3 separate regions of the Zea mays genome follow, and regions 2 and 3 are each linked to region 1. Evidence: chromatin contacts called from public Hi-C data. All regions are on one chromosome and are shown on one strand. Each heading gives the region's core, a stretch centred on a gene start, on an enhancer-like site or on the middle of the called end of the contact. The rest is flanking DNA. Distances are from core to core; before and after follow the strand shown. Region 1 has its middle 27 kb from the start of LOC103646828. Region 2 holds the start of LOC103654408. Region 3 holds the start of LOC100274415 (chalcone synthase).

The links. A called contact is a pair of places that touch in the nucleus more often than the background predicts.
Region 2: a Hi-C map of tassel shows a contact between it and region 1, with 3 times the contacts expected there. The contact joins the promoter of LOC103654408 here to the enhancer-like site in region 1. A contact is called at or near these places in 4 of 25 Hi-C or Micro-C datasets (bundle sheath, ear, leaf and 1 more).
Region 3: a contact with region 1 is called in a Hi-C map of ear, with 2.8 times the contacts expected there. The contact joins the promoter of LOC100274415 here to the enhancer-like site in region 1. A contact is called at or near these places in 3 of 25 Hi-C or Micro-C datasets (ear, leaf and tassel).

What each region holds. Positions count from the first base shown.
Region 1 is chr4:198,480,050-198,484,068 of Zm-B73-REFERENCE-NAM-5.0, forward strand. No RefSeq gene overlaps it. Among protein-coding and RNA genes, the nearest start is that of LOC103646828, 27 kb to the right of the region's middle. Within about 2 kb of position 1,877, at least 15 of the 20 cell types and tissues checked have an H3K27ac peak or open chromatin away from gene starts, as enhancers often do. A contact at or near this core is called in bundle sheath, ear, leaf and 1 more, where this site is marked.
Region 2 is chr4:198,810,776-198,814,794 of Zm-B73-REFERENCE-NAM-5.0, forward strand. LOC103654408 reads left to right here and starts at 1,897. Exons shown (of 2, transcript XM_008681244.2): 1 at 1,897-2,196; 2 at 2,314-3,509. The coding sequence starts at 1,986. The coding sequence ends at 3,365. It also overlaps the pseudogene LOC100502364.
Region 3 is chr4:198,740,305-198,744,323 of Zm-B73-REFERENCE-NAM-5.0, forward strand. It overlaps LOC100274415 (chalcone synthase), which reads left to right and starts at 2,161. Exons shown (of 2, transcript NM_001148774.1): 1 at 2,161-2,576. The coding sequence starts at 2,387.

The sequences.
Region 1 (4,019 bases), core at 627-3,126:
ATAAGCAAAAGATGATGTCTAGTTTTTCTTTGCAACATCACATGCACTGCCCACATGCATGCATGTCTTTTTACCGGCCAAAACTCTCAGCTAGCTAGAGTCGTATAGTACTTGCGTTGTTGACCACGCACGCAGCAACGGCGACGGCAAGAGCAGTCATCGTAGTCTAGCATTGTCTAAAGCTAGCAGCACTCTGAATCTGAAGACATGCATGCAATTAAATATGCAATACAACAGCAGTCGTAGCACGGCTACTTCTTCATCCTAGTGGGCTGCGTGAAAAACTCTTTCAACCTGTTGCTTACAAAAGTTGAACGTGCTAGCTGCAGGTTTCTATGGAAATCCAGGAACAGGTCACGTGTAGTGTAGTGTAGGAGTCTATATATATTACACGGCAATTCATCAGATGAACGATACGGCGGCATTAGTGCGAATTGAAATGCTGACCACTGTAGACGTACAGATGAGGATGGCGATGCATTATTTTCACTTGAAATTGAAAAGTGCGTCAAGAGATGTTCATAATAATCCATCCACTCGTTAACTTGTTCTTGCTAGCTCATTATATATGCTACACCATAAATTGCAAGGGCATGTACAACTTAGATATTATGTTGCGGTTCTCATAACACTAGATACATTTAAAAAACACCCTTCATATACAACATAAAATATCTAAGCCTTGTATTTTATTCACTAGAGTCTCTCAAGATACGGCTCATTTATGTTGGTTGTATGGGTGAAACAATATGTAGGCTTAGAGAAGACGTTTCTTCACCAAGTTACGTCTCTTGTGTTTTTACACTTATCCCCTTGATATCTCTCAAAATATGAGTCATTTACGTGGGTTGATATCACTAAGTATCGAACTACTTTGAGATCTCTAACGAAGTATCTATTTCGATTCTCATAAGACATATTATTAGTAGTAAGACAAATCATAAAATTTCTTGCGAAGGTCAGAAATAGCTCGTCTTTAATTTAGGTAGTATATATGTAATCATGGTCGCTAATATATGTAATCCCCGGGACACCCGTGTCTCAGGGTAATATGGAAACAAGTGCATGATGAAATCCATCCCTTGGGCACAGTAGCTAAGTGTAATCCTGACTCATGACAGAAGGATGTGTTAGGCCGCACCATAGATAGTACATCATCAGGACCTGGCTAAGTGTGGTGACACATGTCTTAAGTTGTAGGACACTGCAGTTGTGCATCGATATTGTAGCCACGCATGCATATGCGAAGTGTACCATAAAATACAATCAAGTACATAAGGCGACACTGGTTACCAATGACATTAAACCTAGTGGCCTGAGCCACGATGTCCATAGACACGGATATCATACTTCCCCGGCCCTAGACAACTGATATGATGATCACCTTAAGAACGGGTGAGTGTGGATAGAGCCCATGTACCGCATTATGTTCATATTGGAGCAGGTGTACTTGATAAAATTATATAGGTGGTGCTATCATGTTTAAGACACAATCCAAACATGCAATCATGCCACTTACTAGGGAATGGTAAAATCACTATAGACATTAATAGGTACTATGATGGTGAATTTATTTAGTTGTATGGCGTGTGTGTGCGCGAATATCTCGCTTCCAGTATAATAATAAGACGTTTCTACAGATATTATGGCCATAGTTTGTTTGGAACGGAAAGCATTTGGAGTTATAGATAGAAGAATCGAACAATTTATGGCGGGGGGAGTCATTTTTATGCTTTATGTAGGGGGGGGAGTCATTTTTATGCTTTATGTATACTCTATAAAATAAGAAAGGACCACAACACCACGGTGCGGCCCGCCTCGAGGCCAAATTTCACATCATGAAAACGGCAGGCTTCTCCTCGTACTGGTGGGCTTGAACGTACTCAGTAAGCCCAACTAAGGCCTTATTGGCTGTCTGCCTGAAAGCGGACCAGGCCAAACTCCCAATCTAAGATGCCCAATTCTCTGATCTCGGTTTGTAAGGATTTTTTTTCATACACTGCTGCGTTCGTCTCCTTTTACTACTGGTAACTCTTCATCCATTCTAGTTCTACAGAATTTCTTTGTACTCATTTTGCTTTTGATCGGGGAAGCATTATGTTCACCTATACACTGAGCACACGGAATCTGTTTAGTACTAACATGCAAAGCATACGTAATTAACCTACGGTTCCCCTCTTTTAATAAGCATGGGGGGCTATTCGTAGGATTAATTAAAACTTTATTGCATGAAGGATCGGAGTCCATCGCAACGTACAAGTCCGCGGATGGATGGCATCATGCGGATTGAAATGGAAGTACTATAGATTGTTGAGGATGGGGTCACGGGGCGGTAATGGATCACGGTCTAAATGGTTCGTACACTACCGGAATCAATAGCTTCGCCGAGTGCCGGAAGCACTCGGCGAAGCCTTAAAAACACTCGGCAAAGGCTTTGCCGAGTGTAACACTCGGCAAAGAAGACTCGGCAAACAGTGCATCGGCAAAGACTTCTTTGCCGAGTACTTTTTCTCGGTCACTCGGCAAAGATCTTTGCCGAGTGTCAGGGAGCACTCGGCAAAGAAAAGCGACCGTTACGGCGCCGGTTGACGGAGACGGCGGCTTTGCCGAGTGTCAACGGTGACACTCGGCAACGAAGATATCTTTGCCGAGTGTCCTCCTGGCAGCACTCGGCAAAGCCGCCTTCTTTGCCGAGTGCCATTTGGGACACTCGGCAAAGAGCCCGCCAGGGAGGGTCCCAATGTCAGGCTCTTTGCCGAGTGTCCCAAGTGGCACTCGGCAAAGACGACCTCTTTGCCGAGTGCCAGCGACATAACACTCGGCAAAAAACCTAAGCCGGTGCCCAGGTCTGTGCTCTTTGCCGAGTGTTATGACCCAGACACTCGGCAAAGAGGCTCTTTGCCGAGTGTAACACTCGGCAAAGTCACCAGTATGTACCTTTTTTATTTGTTTTTTGTTTTCCATCCACACAAACAGAAGATATCACATATATATCACATATATACATCACAGATATCATCACAGACATAAATAGCCAACACAAACATAAAACCGTGACCACAAACATAAATATCCATCACAAACATAAGTGTTCAACACAAGTATTAAACACAAACATAAGTCTCAAACGTCGCAAGCTCTCACATAAGTATCAAACAGAAACATAAGTATTATACATAAGTTCTGAAGTCTAAAACAATGACTCATGGAGGTGGGCGGTTTGGTCGGGGTTGCGTTGGGCTGAACCCTTCCGGAGGGTTGTTGGATGCCGCCCCAGATTGGCCCTGCACAGAGAAGAGATAGCATGTGTTATACCAGATGCATTACAAACATCTAACTACAATTTTGATACTCACAGGAGTGTGGAAGAGAGTAGGGTCAACTGGGGGGAACAATGGAGGTGGCGGAGCGATGCCCTGTGCGGCGCCAAGGCTCTGCATGTACTGGAACATCTCCGCCATCCTTTGATCAGCCGCCGCCCGCTCCGCCATTATCCTCGCCTCCATCTCTTCTAGTTGGGTCTGTAATATTACAAGCCAACGTTATAGTAACTCAAAGACTAGATATATAACTAAAGGAAGGACGAGTTATAGAAGCACTAACCTCGAGTTGCTGTATGCGATGATGTGAGCTGTCGTGCCGAGGTCGAATGGCTGGGCTCGAGCCCGTGCTCCTTGCTCTCACCTGAGACAGAGTGGGAGTGGAGGACGAGTCGATTGCCCCGTCGGCAATCCAGTACCGCCCATGTCTCTTGCCTCCTCCGACCCTCATGAGCACATCGGGGTCGATAGGCTCGGTGCTCGGATCATAGTCTGGGCCATGGACCTCCTGCGCCATGGCGGTGTAGTCATGGAGGCGGCTGTAGACGGCGGGGTTGGTGTAGGCCTCGGGCCCGTCATCCGGGTTGTAGGTGACGTCGGACGTCGCCTTACCCTTATGGGCCATAGCATAGGCCGAGAAGGTGGAACAAGGCCTGCCACCATGTGACGCCGACTGCAACGAAAACCAATGAGATAGTT
Region 2 (4,019 bases), core at 647-3,146, 330 kb after region 1:
GAATCTAGAGCAACAACAACCCAAAAAACAGTGCAACCATAAGGAAAGCTGATTAATTAGGAAAGCTAGTTATGAGTTAACCTTATCCAAAAGGGGCAAAAGGGAAGTCGTTGCTCAAGTTTAGATCGGTTCTCAGATTGATTTGCTCTATGGTAGGTCATCAGTAGAGGGAGATCTCTATCACCTCGTCCAAAATCTTAGCAGGTTTTCTCCTACTAGTGAATCTTTGTTAAAGCCTCGTAGCATCCCTATGCAATCACACCTTGGAAATGGAAGTGTGGTATTGTGCTTGGCCAGCACAACATGGTCGAGTGCAAAATTGTTTGAACTTTTATGCGACCTATGGGTAAAGATGTAGAACATCTGCAGGGTGTAAAACTGATATATCATTTGTGCTCACGATTAAGAGAGCCTCAGATCCTCACATGATTAATCTATGGAACTAAATTAAATGGACTTAAAGATGTTTTTACTGGATATTTCATTTATGATCTTTTATTGGATACCTCATTCACGGGTTAAGTACTGCACGCCACCCTCCGGCTAGGGCGTTACAGAGTGGCCGGTGACGGCCCACTGGTGATGGGGCCAAGGTTTGGAGATTTTCTAGGTCGAGACCATATTTCGGACACTTAGCCATCAATGGGTTGTGTGTGCCTTGAGTGTCGCGGCCCCAGACATTATACCGAGATGGCGGTCTTTTTCTTAGCGATCGAGTTTTTTTTATAGAGATATGCTGCCCAATAATTCGGGATAGACTCGGCTAGCATGATCGTTATCCTTATGATCGGTCTAGATATTCCCATGTCCCCTACCCTCCTTTTGACTATAAAATGACGGCGAGAATACTACAAAAAGGTAGATCATTTAATCACATTGCATAGGAAATAGACACCCCCATAATGAGTACATGTGGTATTATCTCGCATTGAGAGTTTGAACCTATCTAAATTCTCGAGTCGCCTGTGCCTTTACATTCAGTTCTCGGTCTGGTGACTTACCTTTTAAATTTATTAACTACCGTACATCCTCGGTACTGGTTGTGATAACAGTGATATGTTTTTGACCATATGCTAAAATAATATTTAGCTACTGAAATAAAAAGTTACAATTGAACAGTAAGATGTCAGATCCTAACATTCTCATAATTTGATATTCGATATATTTAATATTCATTCTAAAATATTGATATAAATATCAGAAGTGTGATATTTGATTCAATAGCCAGAGAGATAACGCCAGTATCTAACGATGAACGAATGGCAGGGCCGGGAGGTTATTCCACGTAAGGCCTAGTTTGGATACTTTGGGATTAGAGTGTTTTGGAGGGATTGAAGAGGGTATAAATCCCCAATAGATCAAATACCCGCTCAATACATGTCAATCCACTCTAATCCCACTCATTACTAGAGTATCCAAACTAAGCCTAAGGAGTAGGGAAGAAACTGAACCAAGAAGAAAGGGATTAAAATGCAGTTTTGTAGTTCGCAGAAGAATTTGAGGCCAAAGTACACTGGTTAAAGTTCATGACCACTTTGATTGGTGTACGATAAAATTGAGAGTCTAAACGAAAATTATGAGGACTAACATGATTTTGAATGTTGAGAAAGCATCGGACTATATATAATTGTAGGACCAATATATGTTATATGTCCATCAGCCGGAGCTTGTTTGTTTTGCTCTTAATCCATATGAATTGTACGAGACTAGATGAGTTTGAATCCATAGAAAATCAAAGTTCTTCATAATTTTTTCTAATTCTATCCAATCGATGTTGAATAGAAATAACCGAACATCGTGTAATTTGTAGCCGTGGAAATTCCTTTTCGGTTGGAGGTATTGCCATATAAGCTGTTGGGTGTTGGCTGTTGGCCGTTGCTAGCATCTGCATTATTTTCGCGTGAATGGATACGACATTATACAAGCGTCGACTGCATGCGTAAATGACAAGCAAAGCAGAGGTGCTTTAGATCAGGAAAAAAGCCATGGCCACAACCACAAGAAGCTGTGCCAATTCGGCCACCGTACTGCATGGCATCCGTCACCGACTGCGAGCCGATGGCCCCGCGGCTATCCTTGGCATCGGCACGGCGAACCCGAAGAACTGCGTACCACAAGACCAGTTCGCCGACTGGTACTTGGACGTAACCAAGAGCGAGCACCTCGCGGAGCTCAAGGCCAAGACGAAGAAGATTTGTGAGAATATTTTGCTTCTGCTTTAATCAACGCAAACATGCATGCCACGGAAAGACGTCCGCGACATGCCATGGAAGACCAGTCTGCTTTAATCACAGAGTATTCCACTCCACGCAGGTGACAGGTCAGGCATCACGAAACGCTACTTCTACCACACCGAGGAGATCATCGGCGACCACCCGGAGCTGATCGTCCGCGACCTGCCGTCGCTCACGACGAGGCTCAGCGTCATCGCCGACGCCGCGCCCAAGCTCGCCGCGGAGGCAGCGTCAAGGGCTATCGCAGACTGGGGCCGCCCGGCGGCCGACATCACGCACCTCGTCGTGGCCACCAACGCCGGCGCCAACGAGCCTGGCGTCGACCAGCTCCTCGCGGCGCTGCTAGGCCTCCGCCCGACCGTGCGCCGCACGCTGCTCTACCTCCACGGCTGCTCCGCTGGCCTCGTGGCGCTCCGCGTCGCCAAGGACGTCGCCGAGAACAACCGCGGCGCGCGCGTGCTCGTGGCCTGCGCGCAGGCCAAGATCCTGATGTTCGGCGCCCCGGACGACGACGCCCGCCTGGACAAGGTTGTCCCCATGACGCTGTTCGGCGACGGCGCCGGCGCAATCATCGTCGGCGCGGACCCGACAAGCCGCCCCATGGCCATGGAGATAGAGCGGCCCATCTTCCACATGGTGTCCGCCTCGCAGACGACGTTGCCCGGCACAGACGAGGCGGTGGTGCTAAGTCTCAGAGAGAACGGCCTCGTCGACGGCCGCCTGTCCGCCGAGGTGCCGAGGCTTGTCGGCGGCAGCTTAGAGCAGTGTCTAGCTGGCTCGCTGGCGCCGCTAGGCCTCGTGAACGAAAGCGACGGTGGCGGTCGCTGGAACGGCTTCTTCTGGGCGGTGCACCCAGGCGGCCGTGCGATCTTGGACAGCTACGAGGCTACGCTCGGTCTGCAGCCCGGGAAGCTTGCGGCCAGCCGGCACGTCCTGAGTGAGTACGGCAACATGATGGGCTCCACGATCATATTTGTTCTCGACGAGATACGCCATCGCCGCCGCCGTGAGGAAGACACCAAGGAAAAGGACTGCCAGTTTGGAGTCATGTCGGGGGTCGGACCCGGACTTACAGTCGAGACAATTGTGCTGCATGCTGCCACCGGTAGCCAGGACCAGGACGAAAACTAGTGCTTTTGCGGCTGAGTAATAATAAGAAAGTGTTTTACACGTCTAGCTACTTATTTATCAAACACCTGCGCGAGATATGATTAGGCTACATGTAAGCTACTTGAAAAGCAGTCATGCATGCTTGCAAAAAGAAGGTTCTTGTTTGCCCGGAGGTGCATGGAGGATAAATAAAGTTTCACTACAAGAAACTAATAAACGTTCGTGGGTTAATTTAAGAACGTGGGTACCGACGTTCTTAATTAGGTTATGTTCGTGAGTTAATTTAAGAACGTGGGTACCCACGTTCTTAAATTAAATTCGTGGGCCTGTGGTAAAACCGTCGAACTTATCGTATTAGAAACGTCGGTACCCACGTTTTTAAATTAAATTCGTGGGCCACATGGGCACAGTGGAACTTAACCCAAAGACCTAAATCTCTCGCCGCTGCGCGTCTCTCTTCTTTCCCTCTGTATACCGCGAGCGCCCGCAGCTAGCTGCTAGCCGCGCGCCCGCCGCTACCTGCCCGCCTCCAGCGCGCCCGCCGCGCGTGCCCCGCCGCCACCCCTCGCGGTGATCTGTGTGGGCGACGTCCACAGCTACATCACGAAGCTGGAGAGCCTCTGGTCCAACCTCTAGGCCGCACTCCCCGCCGACGCCTTGGCCACCGCGCTGGTC
Region 3 (4,019 bases), core at 911-3,410, 260 kb after region 1:
CAAGGAAGCTCTATAAGTCTATAGTGACAGTTGTGAATGTATTTTTATAGGCGTCATGTTTCTTCGAAACGTCGGTGCTAGGGGGTAAAAGTCTATAGTGACAGTTGTGAATGTATTTTTACTGGCGTATTAAAATCGCTAAATATTAAATATTAAACGTGGTTGTTAGGAATCGAACCGCCGACCTCACCCTCACGTGTAGGCTCCGCTACCACTTCATCTATGGCATGCTTTGTGTTTAGTTTGTATTTTTTTTGTCCACATATTACAACCAACTGAGTGTAAATTGCTTGTTTGAGACCGTAAACGAATTCAAATAAAAAAGTTGTCAACTACAAAGTTGAATAACTTTTGAAGTTCTACAACTTACATTTTGACACTTTTTTCATCCGAGGTAGTTTACAAAAATTTGAATTTTAAATTTGACATACTTAGATTTAATTTTTTGAGAACCGAAATAAGTTCAAATAAAAATGTTGTCAACTACAAAGTTTCATAACTTTTAGATATCTACAACTTTTATTTTGGTGGTTTCATCATACGAGGCCATTTGAAAAACTCAAAAAATTAAGGATAAAAATGATTTCTAGTGGCGGTTCCTTAATAAAACCGTCACTAGAAATCTATTTGTACATGCAGTTTCTTAATAAATCTGCCACTAGAAAATCATGTTGCAGACGGTTTTCTTATGAAACCGCCACTAAAAATAGCACAAGCAGTTGACCGAATCCGCTGTAAAAATATATCGTCCTGCAGGTTTTGAGCCTTTCTCTACCTAGTGAAGGCTATATATTACCGTAAATAAAGAGAGGACAAGATCGATTGTATATGGTCGATACGTGATATATGGCGTGTTGTGGTGGTAGATATAAAAGCTATATAAAGATGGAACTAGCTTAATGGATGCCGACAGTAGTGCGTATATTTAATTTGCGCCCCCACATCTCTCATATGTACCTGATATTCGAAATGAAGATACACAAGGAAATAAATAATAAATGGTGGTCTACAGTCATATCGTAAATTGGGGTGTGTAACATTTTATCATGTACGTGCTATTATTTAAATGACAAAATATTTACGGCGCTCGCCACTTGTAATTTTGGCGAAGTTATATAAGTCATGTAGTGTGAGCGCGCAATTAAGTCGTGTGACACTGTACGTGATCTATTAACTTGTAATTTTTTTTTGAAGTCATAAATAATAATTAATCTGAAACAGTGAAAGTTATTTATCACAAAGTATCTGCCGCTAGCTCAACAAACTAGTGAGAACACATCACTCGTGCGTCGTCGTTAATGCGTAGCAATAGGCAATAGCAATGTGTCGTACGTATTCTCTAGGAAAGTAAGTAGAAACTACTACTAGTACTACTGTGTAGGCATGAGTTAAACACATGGAGGCATGATTTAAACACATGCAATGCATTCACTGCCGCAGAAGGAAAAAAATGTAGAGAGAGGGGGGGGGGTGTGATTCTACAAAAACGACCAATCCTAAGAATCATCGATCGACTGTTTTACGTCAAGCGGAATACCTTTTAGACGTGCATGCAAGTGGCATAGATCGATGACCTACCTTTCAAACCGTGTTTGTTTTCACATATCCAGGAAAATATAATACGTGTGCGCTAGAGCTAGCTATATATATCTAGTCCTACGTATAGTTGCGGGTAACGGTTTTCCGGTCTTTTTATTAATTTACCACGGACGACGGAGACGACGATATTGTTGAATTATTTGGGCAGGCTGCAGGGCCGCCGACGACGGACGGAGCGTGAATTTCTGTGCGGCACACACGGCCGTGGTAGCTGACCGGACGACGACGAGACCGGTCGACCGCATGTAGTGCAGGTGGGCGTGCCTGATGAGGGAGACGCTGACTCTGACTGGCTGCTGCTGGGTGTGCAAGCATACCATACTCTACTAGTACACCACACCAGGCTTGCCGCCCGCCCGCCCGCGGCCACGCGACCCAACTAACCCCGGCGCGGCGTTCGTTCCAGTGGGCGGGTCTCGATCCCCGGCACGTCCGCCCCGCGCGTCGTCGCCGCCCACGTGGCGGCCCATCCGCCCGTCCAACTGACCTAACCCGGTCGCCAGCCCGCGCGCTTATATAAACGCCCCCACCGGCTTCCGTCCTCTCCCACACCACAGCTCCCACACACAGCAGGCAGCAGCTCGATCGCTAGCTCCTCCGAACCGGAAAGCCAAGCCCGCTTTGGCGATCGTGCTTGCTTGCTTGGTTCCTTCAATTCCTGCCGGAGCCAGCGAGAGCTAGCTGCTGCTGTCGCGTGGTAGACGTCGTCTTGCCAGCGAGAGCCTAGCTCGATCGGTCTCTCTGGTACAACGTAGGGAGAAAGATCGAGGGGGAGAGGACGACGACGATGGCCGGCGCGACCGTGACCGTGGAGGAGGTGAGGAAGGCCCAGCGCGCCACCGGCCCCGCCACCGTGCTGGCGATCGGCACCGCCACGCCCGCCAACTGCGTGTACCAGGCCGACTACCCGGACTACTACTTCCGGATCACCAAGAGCGAGCACCTCACCGACCTCAAGGAGAAATTCAAGAGGATGTGTGAGTGCCCGGCCTCGATTATATATCTAGCTCACTCTCTCTCGCCCCGTCTCCATCCCTCGCTCGCTCGCTAGCTTGAAGAACATACACTCACGTCACGTCGTCGTCGTCTCCTGCTACCTGCTTAATTGTTTCACGTCGTCGGTAGGTCTCGGGCGACGACTACTAGCTGACGACGGACGATGCTAGCTAGCTGCTGCCTCGTGCGCAGCAGCTTCCACGTATTAATTTTCTCCGTCCCCTCGCGCCATGCACAAAGACATGAATATTTTTACTAACCCACGTAGTCTATTGTCTCTCCTGGGTAAACACTCGTGGGTTAGTTACTATCTAGCTACTACTTATCTGAATATTTTTACTAGCAGTGGGAGAACAGAAAGCTAATAGACTACGGTCGATCGTACGTGTCGTCTCTTCGTTTAATTTTTAACAGATTCCAAAAACTTCTCCATCATATGAATATATATACTCTATGTTGCGATCCGGATAGAGAGAGAATATAACTGCAATAAACTCCTTGTTGTTGAGATATGTATATGCTGCTTGCTGCTACACAATTGCTACTACCTAGGCAGTCGTACGTTACAACAACAACAAACAGCAGCAAAACTTGTGTGTGCACCATGAAACCCCCGTGTTCCATGATTTTTGGGGGCGCAGGTTTAGCATGGACACTAGCTAGGCTAGGCTAGGATATGTTTTGGGTAGGGTCCATATATATATACCAGCTGCTAACGAGCGAGTAACACACACGTACGCACGCACGCACGCATTCTAGCTCGGCCGATACCGTACAGACATGAAAAAAAAGAAGGTGCGTGGTCAACGCCGCCTGGCCGTGCCCGTACCAACAACTAACACAAACGTTTTCATTTTCTTGGGGTGAAAAAAAAAGAGAGAGAAGTGAGAACGAGACGTAAAGCAGGCGTCTGTGCACGGGAGTGAAGAGATAATACAGCTTTTGTGCCCCTGTCACGGGCTGTTAGGTGTGCAACACAAATGGCACGTCGAGGCGTCTTTTGCCGCCGGCCTCTGCTAGTTCTTCCATCACTGTTGCACACTGACCACTCAAGAAACCCGCTCTAATTAAGCTGTTGACCTCTTCTTCTTCTTCTAGCGCGCGCTAGCTGATGAGTAGCTAGCGCACCAGAGTCCAGAGGTGGTAGCAGTAGAAACAGGATTCTTTTCGTGGACGTCGATGTGCCATGCTAGCTGCCATCGTCCCCACTGCACGGGGCAGACAGGGACCCCGTGCCGTCCCATCGACTCGACTACCTCAGGCCTGCAGCTAGCGCAACTCGTATAGAGAGATGGAATAGTACTCCATCAGCACGGCATTCCCACACCACTTGGATTTTGTCGACCTGACCGGCAAGCAACTAGCCCCTTCCTGTTCCATCAATCGAATTGACGTAGCAACTAGCTGCCTTGACGTCCGTGCTC